Regions from separate parts of the Sus scrofa genome. Here region 1 is linked to region 2. A link is a contact called in public Hi-C data. All regions are on one chromosome and are shown on one strand. Each heading gives the region's core, a stretch centred on a gene start, on an enhancer-like site or on the middle of the called end of the contact. The rest is flanking DNA. Distances are from core to core; before and after follow the strand shown.

What was found. Hi-C and Micro-C count contacts between places; a contact is called where the count stands out from the background.
Region 1: a contact with region 2 is called in a Hi-C map of skeletal muscle, with 5 times the contacts expected there. The contact joins the promoter of ENOX2 here to the enhancer-like site in region 2. A contact is called at or near these places in 4 of 47 Hi-C or Micro-C datasets (fibroblasts, psoas muscle and skeletal muscle) and 2 of 2 datasets of contacts at active chromatin or transcription factors (alveolar macrophages and skeletal muscle).

Annotation. Positions count from the first base shown.
Region 1 is chrX:107,366,910-107,369,896 of Sscrofa11.1, forward strand. ENOX2 (ecto-NOX disulfide-thiol exchanger 2) reads right to left here and starts at 1,535. Exons shown (of 15, transcript XM_021080170.1): 1 at 1,459-1,535; 2 at 288-347. It overlaps ARHGAP36 (rho GTPase-activating protein 36), which reads left to right and starts at 1,643. Exons shown (of 13, transcript XM_021080173.1): 1 at 1,643-1,915; 2 at 2,584-2,700. The coding sequence starts at 2,670.
Region 2 is chrX:107,245,303-107,248,020 of Sscrofa11.1, forward strand. The region is part of intron 3 of ENOX2 (ecto-NOX disulfide-thiol exchanger 2); the gene reads right to left. Among named protein-coding and RNA genes, the nearest start is that of ENOX2, 120 kb to the right of the region's middle. Within about 2 kb of position 1,394, at least 1 of the 83 cell types and tissues checked has an H3K27ac peak or open chromatin away from gene starts, as enhancers often do. A contact at or near this core is called in skeletal muscle, where this site is marked.

The DNA of each region.
Region 1 (2,987 bases), core at 285-2,784, 120 kb after region 2:
GAAAAATAGAACCTACTTCATAAGACTCTTAAGATAATGCAACAAAGTGCTTGTTAGACAGCACCTAGAACACTCTGTGGGCTCAAGAAATAGCAACATTATGGTTGCCCAATGAAATGACTACAATTCAGGTAATATGATGCACTAGGCAGCAAATGCATTTTTTAAGAAAATAAATCTATATCACTAGGCTTTAAAAATGACCACTCTAGAGTGTAGCTAAGAATAGCCACAAACAAAACAGTCTATAAAACAAAGCCCTTCTTGGGTTTAAATTAAACTCACACCTGGAACATACCACCATACTCCTTTGTGTTCTCCAAGAATTGATCTCAAATCAGGTTCCCCTAGGATGAAAAAACAAAAATCACCTAATCTTAATTTTTTGCTTTTAATTTGATACAGAATACTATCCAAACTATGTGGATGCCTTAAAGTGTCCTATTACTATGACCCCAAGCTTGTCAACACGATTTCTTTCCCAATCTATCCCTGCTGACACGTTTTACTCTAGTCAGGGAAGCCCACCTATTATACAAGTGCTTCCTCTTCTATAGACCCTTCTCCAATTTCAACCCCGATATTAGGAAGCAGTTTCTCCTCCCCCGCCCCCCCCCCCACTCCCGCCTGCCTGCCGCCTTTGCCCATTTTAAATCCTCTTTACTCCTTTGGAGCCCAAATTAAAATACAACTTCTTCCCAAAGCCTATCAGGATAGGTCTGGAAACTAGATGAGAGTTTCAAGCCTTCAGCACTTCCAGGATTAGGCTTGACCTTCCATTGATCAACCACCAACCCCATCAGTATCCCCTTCCACTAACCCCTCGGCACTTTTTACACGCGTTTGTAATAACAAAATACAGTCTCGTTTTGCACAGTCTACTTTATTCTGTAGTTGGTGTGCCCCCTAAATGTTTGTCAACATGAATGCTTGCTGGAAAGCCCTAAAGCGCTTGGTTTTTAAAAAAGGTCTAACTTGCTTTTTATTCTCACCAGAACACTGCACTGAACCTTAAACACATATTTCTCAAAAGTGAGATGTCTTCCCTCCTCTGCTCCCCATCCCTTCTGGAAATTGAGGGGAAACCCTTTCCGCTCCAAAGACTTGGTCAGGGAAGGGGAAGTGGCTGCAGGGGCCGATAAAGAGATGGCAACGATCTTGACCTCATTATCAAAGAGGCAGAAAGTGAAAACTTGACATAAAGTCATGCCCGGGACTGGCAAGGCATTCCCAGGCCCCCAAAGGAACTACCGGCCCGACACCCCCTCCCCCGTGGAGGCGGAGCTGGGCGGAGTCAGAGCTGAGGCCTGCGGCCCCGGAAGCTCCCTCCTCCCTAGGCCCCCACAGTCCCACAGTCCCACAGTCCCCAGCCTCAGCCGCTCAGGCTTTCTGCCTCTCTGACCTCCAGGTCCCCGGCTACTGAAGCGCTACTCCTTATAGAACCGCGGAAAATCGGACCGGTGCAGCAGCTTCCGGGCGGGCGGTGCCCTCGCGGCGCCCCACGCCGGGCGCCCGTCTTCTGAACTCCCACCTGGCGCTGCCGGCTTGGGCCCGGCGCCCAGGCCCAGGCTCGACTCTCACCGACGCCGCAACCGCTGCGGCGTCTCCTATTGGCTACTTGTTTCCAGGGAAGCCGGAGGCCCGAGCCCTTGTCCTCATGGGAAATGTAGTTTGCGGTCGCTAGAAGCTGTTCTTCCTGCGGGGCGGGGACGGAGGGCGGAATCCAATATTGACATTGGCGGAGAGACGCAAGTCAAGACGGAGGATTATGGGAGATGGAGTCGAGACATTTCTTTTTATATACCCACAATTCCTTCTCTTCTCCCCTCCTTCCGGCCCCCGAAGCTTCTCCACCACGCCCCGCCAGCCGCCTTTTCCCCGTTCTTATTGTCCCCAGAGTTTCGGCTTGAGGAGGGTATTCTGGATGTTGTAGTTTGGATTATGCAGTTTTACAGACTCTCCCTACCTGGGGTATGGGTTGTGCTTGTGGGATCAGATGGAAGTTCTAGATTGATTGTACTGTTGGTTAAGCTGGAGGGGAACACTTTATATCGTGATTTGAAATTCTCGTTGGGTTTTGATTCAGTAGCTTTTTAAAAAATGTTATTTATGCCCTGATAAGCTTAGAATTTTAACTGGTACTTTAAAATTGTCGAGGTATATTCTGTGTGAACCATCTGCATTAGAACCACTTTAAAGTTTCTGGAAAATGTATACTTTATAACTAGGAACCATCTTTTTAACTTCGAAATGGTCCCACAACAGGCATAGAAATGCGATTGAAGTCAGCCCAGAAGAAACCTCTTTAACCCATAATGAACCCACTTTGTTACTGTGAAGAACAGTGAGCACAATCATTGGTGTAATACAACAGTTTAGAAAAGATAGACAACTTGAATAATAAGAAATAACTATATTTCTTTAATAAACTATCTTTTTAATTAAAAAGATATGTTTAAAGAGGTGGATAGAGCAATATGTGAGGACACCTGAACACTTTCAAGTGATTAAAAATTTGAAGAAAATAGTTGTTTATTAGGGCAAATTTTACTCCTAACTTTTGACTTTTCTTTTCTTTGTTAGAGATGAATCCTTATAGCTGAATGGATCGTTACAGTTGGGTTACTACAGTTTTACTGATAAGGACAACTTTTTGACTCACAAATGGAATGAAGGGAAAGAAAGAGGAATTGCATTTTGGTAAGGTAATTGCCTAAAATTTTAAAAAGTGACATTACAGGAATAAGATGGATTCAATAATTTATTCAGCAATCTGCTTTGTGCAAGGCACTGGGTTAGGCACAATTGCTACAGAATTGGAAAGTAATCCTTCCTCTCAAGTAGCTCACAATCTAAGAAGGGAGAGAGGCTATACAACATGCAAAGTGCTCTAAAAAATTCTCTGTAAGGTTCTGTAGGACCATAGAAGAGGAAGAACTCATCCCACTTCTGGGGAAAGTAATACTTGAATGATGAGCTTTGAGGAA
Region 2 (2,718 bases), core at 144-2,643:
TCTTCTGGGGTACCAGAAATGCTTTGTGCCTTGTCTTGGGTGCCGGTTACATAAGTGTGCTATTTGTGAAAGTTCATTGGTATAGACGTAAGATTTTTCCCTTTTGTGCATTTCAATAAAATGCTTTTTTTAAAAAACTAACAAGCTAAAAAACAGATTTGGAAGACCCTACGCTTTAGTGGAAAGAATACTGTTATAAGGAGTCCTGAGCTCCAGCTCCATTTTTTGCCGAAACTAGTTTGAGACTCTGAGCAAGTCACTTGGGTTGAATCATAGTTGACTCACCTGTAAAGGTGGGGATAATTATATTCTGCTGAAAGAAAGAGAACCGGGCCCAATGATTTTCATATCTTTTTCATTTCTAGGCTTTATGGCTCTTTAAGCCATAATGGTCAGCATGATTTACCTTCATTAAGTTTCTTTTATCTATCCTTTCTTTTCTATCCCTACTCCCATAACACTGATTCAGGACCAGATGTCACTTCCCTGGGATAATTTCAGAAGTCTTCAAACTTGTCTCTCCAGTTCTGCCCCTTTACAATCCATAATAAAAACATTTTGGCTAGGATATATTTGGAAAGTATAGCTCAGATCACGCCACTGCCTTCTTCGGAAACCTTAGAAATCAGTGAGGCATGATGCAAAATGCACAGGACCCATGACTGGAAACCCTGGGTTTGAATAGTTTACTGGCTGTCTAATCTTGGGCAGGACATCGAGTCTCTGAATCTGCATTACCTCATCTGTGAAATGAGAGTAGTAATGAGACCTTCCTCCATTACTACATGTTCCACATACATAGAAACAGACTTTTAGCTACTGATGTGTCAAGTCTCAAGTCACACTTAACATCATTTGCTAGGGGCCCCGAGTAAAGGCAGAGAATCAAGTTCCTTAGCTACCTTTACTTGACTCCAATCGAGAGAGAACGTTCTGGGCAGTCAGAGCTTCAACACAACGCTCTCCAACTGACTGGCTGTTTGACAGGAGAACGAGAAGTGAAAGGCACCTCCCTCTTTGCAGGCTATGTCACGAAGAGACTGTTATCTCATAGCAAAGGGCAACAGTCTTAATTGATGGGAATCCCAGCCTGGAAGACATGTATACATCTCTGTACAAACCTAATGTTGGAAAGAACTGTTTGACAGAGGCCTGGTACAAAATCTAAAGAAGCTAAAATCTTGTGGTTACCCAGCTGAGATAATTTAGGATGCATTAGTAAATGTTTCTCAGGGTGTTCAGCCTAGAGCACGGTAATCATGGAAAGGAAAAAAAAAAAAAAAAGGCCAGGTTAGAAAACAGCTTGCCAGTGGAACCACTATATTTGTATGGGATGATATTTAAATTAGCATCTGAAAACAGTACGTAGTTATGACTCATTGCCTGCTCAGACTTTATGCCAAGTTCTAAAGCAAATTTAGCACTTGGCGTTCATTTCAGAGGGAAAGCCTGGTTCCTATGGCTTGTTACACAAGTCTTCTAAAATCCTTTATCTTGCCAGATATAAAGGCCACTCATGCTGAGGATGCCCACACTAGATGACTCGCATGATCCCCAGGAACTGATTTTGGGGAAAGAAAACACATTCTTAACTTGACCTCTCTTCTTCCCAGGGAACTCAACCAAGGATCCTCTGAAATTTCACCTCCTTCCCTCCAAAACTTCCTTGATTGACCAGAGGAATGAAGTGGTCTTCATTAACCTCATTCTAATCTAAAATTCCATGGAAATACCTTTACTCTTCATCTAATTATGCACTTGCACTCAATTTCTTCCTGGCTAAGTGCCCAGCACATAATAGCCACTTAGTAAATATTTGCTCTTATTTACTGAGTATTCACTATAAGCAGTCACTCTTTGATAGCACTCAGCATAATTGCAAATAATTATTTGTGTAATTATTTGCTTAATGACTGTCTTCTTTGCTAGACTGTGAGCATCACAAGGCCAGGATGGAGTTTGTGTTATTTATAGCCATACTCTTAAAGCCTACTGCAATGCTTCATACTTAAGACTAAATAAATATTCACTGAACAAAAGGACACCATGTATTAAGCACTGTTTATCCATTTTCTCATTTAATCCCCAAATAACCTGTACATTGGTATTGTTATTCCTATTTTATAGGTGAGGAAACTGAGGCTCAGAGAGTTACAATAACTTGTCTAAGGTCAGAGCCAGGATACTGAGCACATGCCCTTGAGGCAGGGATGTGTCCTGCCTCCCTCTTTTAAGTCCTCTTCTACTATATAACAGCTGTAGGCTGGAAGGTTTCATAAGTTTTCTAAGGCTCAGTTTTCTTATCTATAAACAAAGGGGAAAATGGTATCTATTTTATAGATTTGTTATGAAGTTTGCTTGAGTTTATATATGTAAAATACCTGGTTATAGTGGTTGGCATACGATCAATATTTAATAAAAGCTACTGCTCCTGTATTGTTATTGAATCAAGTAAGCAGAAGAAAGAGACTGTAGCTAGGGAATGCCACTTGCTGAGACCTGTCTGCCCTGCAAAACAGCACATTCCATTTGAGCAGCTGGACATCTCTCTCTCTCTCTCTCTCTTTCTCTCTTTCTCTCTCTTTCCCCCTCTATTCCCCTTTCTCTCTTTTGGCCATGCCCGCCGCAGGCAGAAGTTCAGGGGCCAGGGATGGAACCCACACCACAGCAATGGCCCAAGCCACAGCAGTGACAGTGCTGGATCTTTAACTGCTAGGC